Linked DNA regions of Anas platyrhynchos: region 1 is linked to region 2. The links are chromatin contacts, called in public Hi-C maps. All regions are on one chromosome and are shown on one strand. Each heading gives the region's core, a stretch centred on a gene start, on an enhancer-like site or on the middle of the called end of the contact. The rest is flanking DNA. Distances are from core to core; before and after follow the strand shown.

The links. Hi-C and Micro-C count contacts between places; a contact is called where the count stands out from the background.
Region 1: a contact with region 2 is called in a Hi-C map of subcutaneous adipose tissue, with 2.2 times the contacts expected there. The contact joins the enhancer-like site here to the promoter of ARHGAP5 in region 2. A contact is called at or near these places in 2 of 8 Hi-C or Micro-C datasets (skeletal muscle and subcutaneous adipose tissue).

The regions. Positions count from the first base shown.
Region 1 is chr5:44,684,406-44,691,164 of IASCAAS_PekinDuck_T2T, forward strand. No RefSeq gene overlaps it. Among named protein-coding and RNA genes, the nearest start is that of AKAP6, 16 kb to the right of the region's middle. Within about 2 kb of position 5,341, at least 1 of the 8 cell types and tissues checked has an H3K27ac peak or open chromatin away from gene starts, as enhancers often do. A contact at or near this core is called in subcutaneous adipose tissue, where this site is marked.
Region 2 is chr5:44,608,998-44,615,553 of IASCAAS_PekinDuck_T2T, forward strand. It overlaps ARHGAP5 (Rho GTPase activating protein 5), which reads left to right and starts at 2,166. Exons shown (of 9, transcript XM_027457706.3): 1 at 2,166-2,488; 2 at 4,111-4,224.

The DNA.
Region 1 (6,759 bases), core at 4,091-6,590, 79 kb after region 2:
TTTTTTCCCTGTGGCAGCACCGAATTTTGAAGCTAAGCACAGCAGGTAGGAAGAGTCTAATATTTGAAAAGCACTGGTACATCAAGACACCAAAGCAGTTTAAGTCTGTCTTTTTAACCCCTTGCTACATTTCTTATACAAGTCTGTGTTTTTAAGAATCACAATAGTGTTTTGTTTTGTTTTGTTTTGTTTTTCTTTCTCCTAGGGTCCTGGGTACTTCTCTTAATTAATCCCTCACTCGGAGTGGGAGAATTATGTGTATATGTAACACATGGGAGGTCATAGCACAAGTGATATGTATAATATCTTAATAGAAGTAATATACTTCCCCAGTAGAAATGACCATGTTAACTTAAATATGGGACTAATATACATAGTAATATTACCTAAGGACGGGGCTAAAAGCCAAGTTTATAATTCATTTACTAAGGCTTTTTTGACTCTGCCAGAAATAATATCTTGTTCATTTGTTTTGTTATACAGTTTTATTCTCCTGACAGAATATTTCCTTTCCATGGATTGCACCCCTCCTGCTTTCTACTCCTGTGACTGTTATATAGTGTTGATTCTATTGTATTGCCACTTTTTGAGGGTCATTTAATGCAAATGCTTCTGTCTGTTATATATGCAGCTTGTTTATTATGCATTTTACTGAAGCTTGATGAACATGTAATTTTTATAAGATAATAAATAATAATACTGCAAAAGCCACCTCGAAAAAAAAAATATATCAAGGGATTTTATGACTCAGGGGATCAGTAATGGAATACAGAGTTTTTCACCTCTAGGGCACTGATTCAAATATAACCTAGGTCATTAGTGAGTAAAAATCATTATGAGCAGCTGTTCAGTGACCTACAGAATGTGAAATGAGTTTGCGGTCTCAATACAATTTCTACTACATGTGTACACAGATAACAGAATAATCACAGTGAAAGTTGGCCTCCTTTTTGGCATTCTCACCGGAGAAACTAAAATCTAAGCAGATGCATGAAGTGACTAAATGGCTCTCACATTTGTGAGTATGAAAAGCATTTGACTGATACAAGGAAGGACAGAAATCCTACTGACAGCATGTTTAAGAAAATGTACAGCTGACAGTTATTGATTGAAAATCCTCTCTCCTCTAATAAGGATGGATTCCCTTTCAAGTGACTGCTGCTGTGGACATCTGAAGGTCTTGAATTAGGCCTGTAGTGATTTCATTGTAGTTAACATATTATGCCGCCAACGAAGCAAAGAATCGTGGGTTGAAATAACAAAGCATTTAGGATTGCCAAGAGATGAATTTCAGTTTCTTAAAGTTTAGGTGGGGATTGTGCTGCAGCACAAACAATGTGGGTGGAAAAATGTTGTGGGTGGTGGGAGGGATTTCATGGCAGCTCTTTCCACATGACTGAATTAGTTATTGCCTTATCTTCTAAACCAGTTATGTGTTCTTGCCTCAGCTGATGGATGTAGGAAGAAGATAGATTTTTTTCTTGGCCTTTTTGCTAAGAACAAATGTATCCTCCGCTTACTATCTGATACATCTTCCGTGACAGCCCTTGCAGTGACATAAATTTGATGAGCTCTGTAAGTCATTTCCATCTTAAACTACAGTGCAATTAGAGCTTAACTGAGCTAAAGATTTGACACTGAGAAAATTTTCTTCCTGTCTGTGTGATTTTATAGAATTTGCTAAGTTCCTGGTTGCATTAATTTATTCTTCTTTTCTTCCAGTATTCCTAGCAAATGAATAGGCAGCATTATGAATGCTTTCATATTTTTAGAAAATTGATAAGTTTTGTCACAGTTTACAATGGGGTTAGGACTTTTTTTTTTTTTTTTTTTTTTTTTTTTTTTTTTTAAGAAGAATTACAAACTTGATTTCACTTCAGAAAATATTTATGAGAATAAGAAAGATGTAGCCATGCTGTCCCTGTTACACTTAGTTAAACAGGTTAATTTGGGATAAATCATCTGTGAAGATGCCACAGAAAAAATATCTGCAAATGAGGTTCCTGACTGCATTGCTTTTAGGATTGTGTACAATTTATCTGGGTATGACATTAAGTGATAGCTGCTAAGTAGGAGATATGGAGTGCATAAAGCTATGCTCACTTCTGCAAAGAGTGGACAAGGTAGTTATGGGGGTGTGTACGTAATCAGTAATGGCTGTGTCAGATCTGAGGCATTTTAGCTTGGCAGCAAAGTGCCTTCCTTTTGTGTGCTGCTCCAGCAACTTACCTTCATTTTACTGAAGCCCATTTAGTCATAATTTTCTCTGCACCACCCTGATGCCCATTAACTATTACAAAGCTTTGCAAAGTAGATTATCCCTCGTATAGTGAAAACCTTGTCGGAAGCTGGGAACTATTTGCAGGGTTCCCTCCAGCTCATTCATCTGGGGGAGGGAACAAGCTGTTCTTACTGAGGAACTCAAGTATTCAGCACCAAAACCAGGCAGCTTTAGAAGACTATGCAAGATCTCTTCGAAAAGACTTAAGCAAATATATTGTTTCCTTTCCTTCATTCCTGCATGCCCCGTGTTCTGGCAGTGTGAAAGCCTAAAAGCTGTCAGCTGGAACAAGCATCCATCTGGTACTGCATGGGGTTGCTTATCAAAGGGAGAATTTGCAAGATAGACAAGGGGAATCAATACTCATCCTGCTTGGGTATACTTCTGAGTAGACCCAGCAAGTTCTAGAGATGGTCTCTTCATGGACAGGGGACATTGGGCCTACTCTGAAATGCCTCCCTCTTAGTTCTTGTACAAAATTTCTTGAGGATCAGAGAAAACGTAGAATGACAGAAATTCCCCCCATTAAACTGCCTGTGTGAGGCCTACTTGCTTTTATTTCCTCTCTCCTTTGTGGTGTAGCAAATAGTTTAGTGTGAGCATGGGCAAGCATTTTATTAATGTATGCCTTATTAGCCATTTTCCATTAAGAAAAAAACAAGGCCTCAGAATTTGTTCCTGTCCTAAAGAGAAGACAATTTAGGTAGATGCGAAAGGCACAGATGAAACAGATTTGATACACTGCCACTGCTGTTTCCCAGGTTGGAGCTAAGGCACAGAGACATGACTCACCTGAGGCCATATGAAGAACCTGTGAACCATCGGGGTGACAAATCCTTTTCCTGAATTTCAGCAGCAGAATCACTTTTTTTTTTTTTTTTTTTTTTTTCCCTAGCTTAGGTCATGAATAAGATTCATCTTTTTCATACATGAAATGGAAGCACTTAAAATGCATTTTCTTTTTCTGTGACAAGAGTGCTGTTAATTGCCCTGGCTTTTCTCAGATGTAGGGCAATATCTCTGTAGAAGCATAGTCCCATTGCTATAAACAGAAGCTATTCTTAAACTCCAATAAATTACCTTGGAAACACTGTCTGCTTTAAACTGAAAAACCAAAATCCAGTAAAGGATACATTTAAAAGTTTGTTTGTGATACCCCAAATGTACTAATGTGTTTCAGTTGAATTATTTTTTAGCTTAGATTTGGCTTGCCTGACTGCAGAAGTGGGAGAAAGGCACAGCAATCCCACTTCACAGGTCAGCTTGCTGACACTGCATAAACAGGATGGAGATGAAATTGGGATGCCTCTGAAAGCTTGATGGGCTTGCACAAAAAAAGGCCAGCTTCTTGCAAATATATTTACCCAATCTATAGGGCCAGAACAGGAGGCAGGGACGATGCTGGTGAGGCTGCTCTCACTATGGTGGACACTGAAGCTGTCAAATAGCACAGCCCAGCTTCTTGTAGCTGTTCTGTGTGCATGTGGGCAACACATTCAGTCAGATGATGTACTTTCTTCCTGACAAGCAAAAGTGATTTAAAAATCCCATTTTTTACACTTCACAAAAATTTTAATCGCTTTAAGCTGATTTTTAAATGCCTTCGTAATTTGATTTTCTGGCTTCACAGACTTGGGAATCCTTTTTCAACAAAAACATGGACATTTTCACAAGTTGAAGAGGATATTTGTCATTGAGACAAGGTCATATTAGGCCTCCTCAGCACATGACTGTGTTTACTGCCATTACTGCGCTGTGTACTTGGCATCACAGCTTTAACACTTCTGTTTTAACTGGCTTTTGCCCTGACTTCCAGTTATCTTTTAGTTCTAACTTTTTTTCTGAAATAACCACAACAATCGGTTCCACTAAAAGATATTTCATAAGTTGTTTTTTTAAGCCTCTTAAAAGGCCAGCTACTCATACAGTGTAGCAGGGCTGGAGGCCTTTCTGCACGGTGTGAGGATTACTCCTACTGCAGATCCTCAAAGGGGAAATTGCCGTTTATTGATTGAAGGTGCAGATGAACCTGGGAGGATCAGTACAAAAGCAGAGAGGGATTCTTATGTAAATGCAAAACGTCTCCTTTGTCTGCTGTAAAAAAAAAAAAGTGGTGGGGGGGAGGGAGACAGATTGACACTGAGAGAGATAAGATGGGGAGGGCTATCAAAAACATGGTCTTGGGCAAGAGTTGCTTCCCTTCTTAATCTGCTACAGTCAGTTATAGCCAGTTTAGGCAAATGTAGGAGAGGAACACAAATGTAACCTCTACTTCATAGAAGTGACTTAAAACCTGTGTGTAAGGAAGGAGCCTGTGGTGAGTGAGCCAGGCAGCAGGGCTTTGGGCTTAGCCCCAGGCCTCGTCCCTCTGTGGTGCAGGAGGACACCTCTGCCTTCTGGGCATGGAGGCGAGCTCACAAATTGCTCCAGGCTGCACAGAACCTTGATCCCAAACCTCATGTTTAAACCTGAATCCATGTCCTGCTCCCCAAGAGCTGATGACCAGCACTTTGCTCTTCTCTGACAGACCCACGGGTGCTGCCCTTCTGCATGGTCAGAGAATGGCTCTTTGCAGCCTGGGGCTGAGGGCCTTCCCTCACATGCCCTGTGCTCTCATTACCCATGCTGAAACAGTTTATAAAAGCCACTTTATATTGAGCTTCTTTTTCTGAAGTGTTAGTATCTGATAACTCATCCAACGTGAGGTTATTGCCCTCCAGGCTGGTTTTGTTTATATTAAAATATGATCCTCTTCCTTATCCAAATTGCTTTCATATCCATTTCCGTTCAGATAGCTGAGGAATTACTGGACAGCATATGTGCAAAGCCTTCATTTGCATAACAATGCTTGAGTAGGTCATGATGACTAAGCAGTTTAATCTCCTGTTTGTGATCTTCTTCCTTAAACCTTTGTTATATCATATGGATAAATTGCACTGTTCCAATTAGCACAGAATTAATTGTTTCAGGATTTATTTTGCTTGGGTGGTAGGACTTTTAATGTGGTAATTCTGTGACAAGACAGAGGTTGGTTAGAGCCATTATTGGTCAACTGTGTGGTCTTTCTGCCACCTTGTGGAGAAGGATCACTAAACTGTTGAGATGAAACTGAAAAGAAGACAGTTATTAAAATTCATGTCTTTCATAAATGCATCTAGGAACTGCCTGTAGCAGAGTGAAAATTGTTGCTCTCCAAACGCTTTTTTTTTTTTTTTTTTTAAATGCTGACATCAGCCCACATCACTAACAGCTAAAACACTTGCACCTGTACTAAACTATTACCACATGTATTGCCTAGTTTGTTTGTTTGTTTGTTTGTTTGTCTTTCACACCCTATCCCTCCCTTCATTACACCAATCCTCCTGCGCTCTCTGTCTCCATGACTCACCCATTTTGAGCAATATGTTTTGATGCAATTGTCCTCTCTTGGACCTCTAACTTCATACTTAGGCTGAGGGACTTGGGGTCGTTCAGCCTAAAGAGAAGACTCTGGGGAGACTTCCACACCTTCCACTACCTAAAGGGGGCCTACAGGAAAGCTGAGGAGGGACTCTTTGTTACGGGCTGTAGTGGTAGCACAGGGGTGAATGAGTTTAAACTAAAAGAGGGTAGATCTAGATTAGATACAAGAAACAAATTCTTTACTCAGAGGGTCGTGAGGCACTAGAACAGGCTGCCTAGAGAAGCTGTGGATGCCCCATCCCTGACAATGTTCAAGGCCAGGCTGGATGGGGCTTTGAGCAAAATGGTCTGGTGGGAGGTGTCCCTGCCCAGGGCAGGGGGGATTTCAATTAGATTGTCTTTAAGGTTCCTTCCAACCCAAACCAGTCTGTGATTCTATAGTTTATTTTAAAAAGGTTGCCTTGTCTGATCTCTAAGTCAATCATAGTACATGCAGTTAAGAGATGCACCAGCCTCTCTATTCATTGGCCATGATGAACGGTGGTGAGTACTGAATGGTATTTGTTTCTGTTCTCTGTTCCTGGCTGAGCCCCTAGCATCCAGCCTGAATGTAGGTGCTGAAATTATACATTTGCCAAACAGGGAAATTTCTGCCAAGGGTGACCAGGTTAACATGAATTTCATCTGAAAGCATAATTTATTTAATTCCTGACATTACAGAAATATGTTTAAGCTCCCTATTGCTCATATGCAAAACCTTTAAATTCTTTGCTATATACTGTACATAGCTCTGTGTATTACAGATCTTCACCAAGCCAGTAGATGAAATCCTGCTTAAAGAATGCTGGCATATGAGAGTCAGGTGAGGAGTGTCTCTTGCATATTCCTTCTTCCTTCTCTGCTGTGTACAGAAGAGAATCCAGCTTTTCCTCTTCTACATGTTGGAGCTTCAAGGAAGTGGAAAAGGTCCATTTTGTCCACTCCCACTTCCATTTTGTATGTTTGCTGATTATGCAAACACTTTGAACAAGGAATGGAAAGAAAAAGCCCCTCTGATTTAGAGTGTTTTATGAAGA
Region 2 (6,556 bases), core at 916-3,415:
CAGCCAATCTAATTCTGCCTGGAAACCTGTTCCTTTCGTTCACCAAGGACCGCTTTTGAAGCTGCTGCTGTGTCTGCTGGGGACTAACATAATAAGAAGCAACTTGTGCCTTCTGCCTTTCACCCTGTGTCTGTGAAGAGAGTACCTCTGTTGTGAAGAGTACCTCTGCCTTCCCTGTAACAAAGGGTATTTCCTTCCCCTTCTAACTGAAGCAATCTGCACCATCCTTCTGTGCTTCAGGTTTGAGCTTACCGGGAAAGGCTTCCTTCTATTCCCAAGCTCATGTCCAGCTTCATTACACTTATATATATATATATATATATACACACACATATATATACACACATATATATACACACATATATATACATACATGTATATATATATATATATACCTATGTAAGCCTACTTGCTTTGTCTGAGGTTTTTAGTTTTAGCTCACTTCAGTTGTCAAATCAGGTTTGAAATAAGCAATAGAATCAATCCCTGCATGAAGTCTTCTACATGACAGAACTTTAAGAACATTTTTCATATTAACTGCTTAAGAAAATTAATGCAGAGTTTCAGAATTATAAATCTCATTCCCTAAAACTTCTATTTCATTGAAATAAGAAATCCAAAAGATTTTTTAAACTAGATATGAATATCAATATAAAGCTTTATTTCTGGTAATCTGAGATGGGATTTTAATGCCCTGACTTGTATGTATAAGATGTAATTTGAATAAAAATAAATACAAGAAACTCTCAAAACAAGGCAATTCAAATTGGAATTAACTTATGATTTTAGGCTTGTTTAGCTTGCCTTTTGTTTTTAAAGAAGATGTGACTACAGAAACTCTTTCGCAGACATTCCAATTACAGTGTCAAAGAATTTTCTATCTCGTTAGTGAGGACATAACCAAGAAAATATCTCTAGAAATACTCTCCTATAAGGCAGTGTCTATGTAAGGCTGTTTGTTCAAATTTAACACCACAGGGTTTTGCTAGTTAGAATTTTCTCAGAAAAACAAGTTTACAGGCAACGTGTCTTAAGGTAGGGCCTGATTTTTTAACCTGTTCATTTAACTTCTTAATTTTCATGTGTAAAACTGTGAAATGTGTGCACCATACAAAAATGCACAGAACAAATCACGCAGTGATCAAATATTATTGTTACAAGTAACATGTTCAAAACTTTGAATGTGGCATGGGTAAGTAGCATGTTCATTTGATCTTTTGTATGTATTCATGAAAAGGAGGTGTACATCCCTTGTGCCCCATGTCTCTACCACTCTGTGCAGAGAGCCAGCTCTGGTGGCACCACAAACCCGCGCTGGCTACTTCACACTGCCGTCGTTGTGTGAATGCTCCACAAGCATTGATTACGACCTAGGAAAGCCCTGTGAGGTGGGAGACGGATGTGACCTTCCGTTAGCCATCAGCAAAGTGGCGGCATGTGGAGATTAAGGTGAAATATGGCAAGTTGGACTCCAGAAGTTTCCAGGTGGCCAGTGCCATCTGTGAAGCGCCAGGCTATGGCCGTCTTGCGAGCCATCTACCTCTGCAGGCCTCAGAGCCTGCTCATGGTGCCAGACCTTTATTAAGGCCAAAAAAAGACAGAAGTGGTATGTTGTGTTTTATTTGCTAAGCCTGGAAATCACAGTGAAAAACGCCAAGCAGCCTGGCAAGGGGGACGCAAGGCTGGCAGCGGGGCCCTTTGGCGTGCTCGTCTCCTCCCCACCGGGCAGCGGAGGACTGGGGCCGGCCCCGGCCCCTTCGGGGATATTTCAAACTCCGTCGCTCTGCCCCCATCGCTGGGGCTTGCTGCGGGCACGCTTCGGGGCGGCCACAAGCCCGTACGCGCCTCCGCGGCGCCTCGGCCTAGCAGCGCGGGCGGCGGCGGGACTAGAACCCGCGACCCCCGGAGCCCCGTTCCCTCCCCACGCCACCCATGCGGCCGCCGGCACCAGGAGCGGGGCCGCCCGGCGCGCGTGCCCGCACGGGGAGGGAAGGGGAGGCGTAAGGGGGGGGAGCGTCGGGCGCGCGGCCGGCTTCCCGGTGCCTCCAGCGGCAGCAGGAAGAGGCGCTGCCCCGCGCACGCGCAGCTGGCCGGGCGGGCGGGCGGGAGCGCGCGCGCTGAAGCCGCGGCGGCGGCGGGCGGGAGGGGAGAGGAGAGGGGAGGGGGGAGGGGAGGGAAGGGAAGGGAAGGGAAGCTGCTGAGGTAAAGTTAGGGGGAGCGAGAGGCGCCGTCAGGCAGCCGGCAGCCGGGGAGGCTTCGGCGGCCGCCATTACTGAGCCGTAGGGCGCCGGGGAAGGGAGCAGCGGGGAGGCGGGACGGGGGCTGCGGGCTGCGGCGGCGGGCCGGGGAGCGGAGCCGAGCTCAGCCCCGCGGGGACGGGGCCGGGGCCGGGGCCGGGGCTGGGGGAGCCGCCGGCGTGGAGAGAGCGTCCCGGGCATGCTGCCGCCGCCGCCGCCGCCGCGGAGGAGCCGGATCCCGGCGGCCAGAGGTGAGGGCAGGGGCCGGCGGCCCCAAGCCGGCAGCGGGGGAAGGGGGCGGCACGGCCCGGCCCGGCCCGGCGCGGAGGGGCTGCGGGCTGCGGGCTGCGGCCGAGGCCCGGCCGAGCGGGGAGCGCGCAGGGCAGGGCAGGGCAGGGAGCGGGGCGGCCGGCCCCGGCCAGGTGCTGGAGGCCTGGGCCGTGGGAGGGTCCGAGCCTGCCGTGCGCGGCTGCCAGCTGGCCGCGGCTCCCCGGGGAGGGAGGGAGGGAGGCAGGAAGGGAGCTCCCCGCTCCTCTCCTCTTCCTTCCTCATTCCCTCCTTCCCCTACTCCTCCGGCTTCCTCCCCTCTCCCATTCCCGCTGCCCGTCTCCTCCTCCCCCCCCCCTTTTCTCCTTTCTCCGTACTTCTTTCCCTCCTCGCCGCCCCCTTCTACTCGCTGCTCCTGCTTCTCCAGTGAATCTGAACAGTTGTCAGTTCTCCTCCTCCTTCCTTTCACCTTCAGATATCGCTCGACGCTAAATTTAAGAAAACTTCGCTCGGCTAATGATGTGTGTGCGTTTCTGTTTTTCCACCAGGTGGATTGTAAGCCTTTGAAATAGGGTAGCCAGTTGCAGTGTTGCAGCTCTCACGCGTTTTGAATCGCTTCAACCAGCATAACCTTTAGACTCTCTCCACCCAAGGAAAGCACCACAGATAGAACGCCATAGTGTTGAAAATATAGGACGTAAGGAGTATAAAGCACTATTTTCCTTGAAAATAGACTGTTTGTTCAGAGAAGGAGGACATACTCGTCACCTTCCCACCCCAGAATCCACCCCACCCTGGCTCTGTAGCCCCCTTTTGCCCTCTCCTGTATCGCTTTTGATAGCAGCGTGGAATATTTCCTTAATAAGTAGGAGGGGAACGTTTTAAATCTAGACCAAAATAGGCCTGTGGGGGTATATGTGTATTCTTTAGTTCAGTGTCATGCGGATAAGTGGAGGATTTCTTTTTTTCTTAATCAAGATCTTTGACAGAAATTTAAAAACTCTACACTGCAGAGTAAAGGCAGTAAAGAGATAACTGCATTTGCTGGTCAATTGAACGTCCATTTTAAACCTGTGCATTGGAGCCAGTTACAGCATAGATACTTGTACACTTAGTTCATAAGTGAATGAGGAATTAGTAGGCTGCATTTTTCTGTGCTGTCTTACCTTCCTGAGGTTCTTCAGTATGATAGCTGTTTTCAGCAGTGACATCAGTGACCAGAGTTACATGTTTTCTCAGGAAAAAAAAAACACGTATTTCAAACTTGCAGTATGTATGTAAAACTAGGGTGTTGCAAATAGTCATCCAGGTGTGTTTTTATGAGGGTTTACCTTCTTTTGTTCCTTCTTTGAAAATTATTTTCAAGAAGTGCTACAATTTTTTTATAGTATTCTACTGGAACTCAGTGTTACTAGAGCTCTGAAAGCATGATGTCAATATAGTAAGATAGTAGTTTTGTTTTTTTTAAAGGGTCTATGGCACTTACAGTAGCAGAAATTGTTCAAGCATTTGTTACATTATCACTAGCTTGGTGTATTTTGTAACAAGTTATTTTAAAACTTGGAAAATACTGAACTTAAATAGTATGCTTTTTTTTTTTTTAAAGTATCCCCATAGGAAGTGGCTGCCAGTGTTGTGTCGTCGCACTCCCCCCACCCCTCAAAATAAAAATAATTGCAACCAAATGCCTGCTGCTTACCGATATTGGACTTTATTTTAGGTAAGGCATTGCATGTGTAACATAATCCAATTAAATACCTCATGCTCAGACGGAATTGTTTTTAAAATCCTATATTTAGCACTAGCAATCAAATGCTGCACATTTTTGAGGTTCAAGATAAAATGTGTTTTCCTGAAGCTATAGGTGCTTTTCCTTGTTCAAACTTTGTAGGAAAGAAATGTGCAGATCATAATAACAGATTGTTCTGTATAAGTTTGGGAAATGTTATTTGAGTAGATGGTGCAAAACTAATTCTACTTTTGTTTGATAAAGATTTAATATCTTTATAGAGGGAGATTGACAGAACCTTAAAGACAGAAGATAAATCCCATGTGCTGGCATCCTTCGAGAATAATTTGCATAAAACTTTAAAACACTCCACATCATTGTTTTTGGTAGGCTAACATGTGGCGTGTCCTTAAAATTACGCATGTCAGGCATGCTTCAGGGATGATACTGTCTGACCTTTACTGAAAGAATGGAAGTTTGCGAAGCCAAATGTTCGGTATTAGGTACTGCTGGCAGAGTCACGTTGGCTCGCAGACTGAAAGCATTACATCCATAAATGACGTACCTACGAGAGTAAAACCTGAGCTGTGTGTGCTTACTGCGTGGTAATGAAAGGCTGCTGCTGCTCAGGGGAGCCTGCGTTGGTCGGGAAGAGTTTCCCGTGCTGGCGAGAACTCCTGGGGCTTGCCGGAGCCGCACGGCCGCTAGGGGGCTTTGTAGGCATGGCTATCCTGGGATAGGCGCACCAAGCCCGGGCAGGCTCACTTCATTTGGCTGGCCATTTTAAATGCACGGTTAAAGTCAGCAACGCATTATTTGACCTAAGATTCCCGTTGTTTTGAAAGCGTTTAGCCACGCTTAGAAGAAAAAAGAAAAAGTTTAGTTTCAGGTAGTTCCAACAACACTGAGAATTGCGTGTGAGCACTGCCAAGACTTTTTCCTTGTTTCTGTGTTAATAATAACTTAAAGGAGGCACAGTACTTTTGTTTTTTTTCTCTGAGAATTCCTAGGCTAGAAGTCAGTGTAACTGAGGTGGAATATTGTTATTTTTCCATTGGATTTAAAAAAAAAATAGTAAGGGTATTAATTTTACTGATTATTGTTTGAACCTTGTCATCACTTCCTTAAATCTGGATTTTAGTGGGATATTTAAAGAAAATTGAGCTCAACATTTCTGGAAGGAAAAACTGAAGGAATTGCAGTGAAGTTATTTTGAATTCAGGTATTAACTGTGCTTTTTAAAATCATTAACACCTACCAGAAACTGAATTAATCAGTTGGTGGCTATTTCTGCACATTGCATTTTATGGCAAATTAGAGTTGTTTCTTTGGTTTTCAGTTACGGTTCCCACACGTTCTTGCAATGCTCTGTCAGCTGACACACTAGCACTGCAGAGGAATGTTTGCATTTTTAAAAAAGTGAAAATAATGCCTACATGCACAGCTTTAGAAATGTGTACGGTTTTTACATTGTAGTATTAGCTCATGTAAGTTAGCTAATTATTAGGCAAAATATTATTTTCTACTTGCACATGGCTTTTTATTTGCTCATTTCATGAACAACTTAAAACAGAAGAGTCCTCATATTGCATAGGTAGGACTTAGGCATCTGACTTGTACAAGGTCAAACACCAAGTTCCTGTTTGAATGAAGTTTCCAAACTAAGGGTGTCGGTACCTAGATTCTGTACAGCGGTTCCCCATTAAGCAAAATAACACAAAATGATCCAGATATGTGGATCAGTGAAATTTTATCAAGCTGACCTCTGCCAAGATTTTAACTCCTCTTTGCAACAGATGGATTTTAGCCCCATTTCTCTGCTTATCTTTTTCCGTCCTTCCTCATATGTCTCATTTTCTTTCTTTTTCTATCAGTTCTGTCTTGGATTCCCTTTGTAAGATTTCTTCCTTTAGTGCTTTTGTGTTCTTCCTGAATAACTTAGTGCAGGCTACCTGATCAGGTTATTTACAGAGAAACCGCTGTGAACACTGTGTGTGTCTTCAGTAGCTTTTCCCGTGGAAAAAGGATTATGAGTCTATTTTTTCTGTAAACTTGTACTATTTACTTTGCTGTTGAAAGCTTTGAACCTGCATTGAATGCTCTCAGATATTCAGAAATCTGTAGATAAGTCACTTGAGAGGCCTAAGTTCAGACTTGTGCAGTGATGATTATTTGAGCTTCTGAAGTTTACCTGTGTATTTTACCTTGATCTAATTTGTGCAGTTTGTTTTGTGTTTTTTTTTTTTTTTTTTCTAACAGCAGCAATGCTAATAGGTGCCCCTGGAATATTGGATTCCAGCTGAGGAGTGCCGTTCTCTTTTGA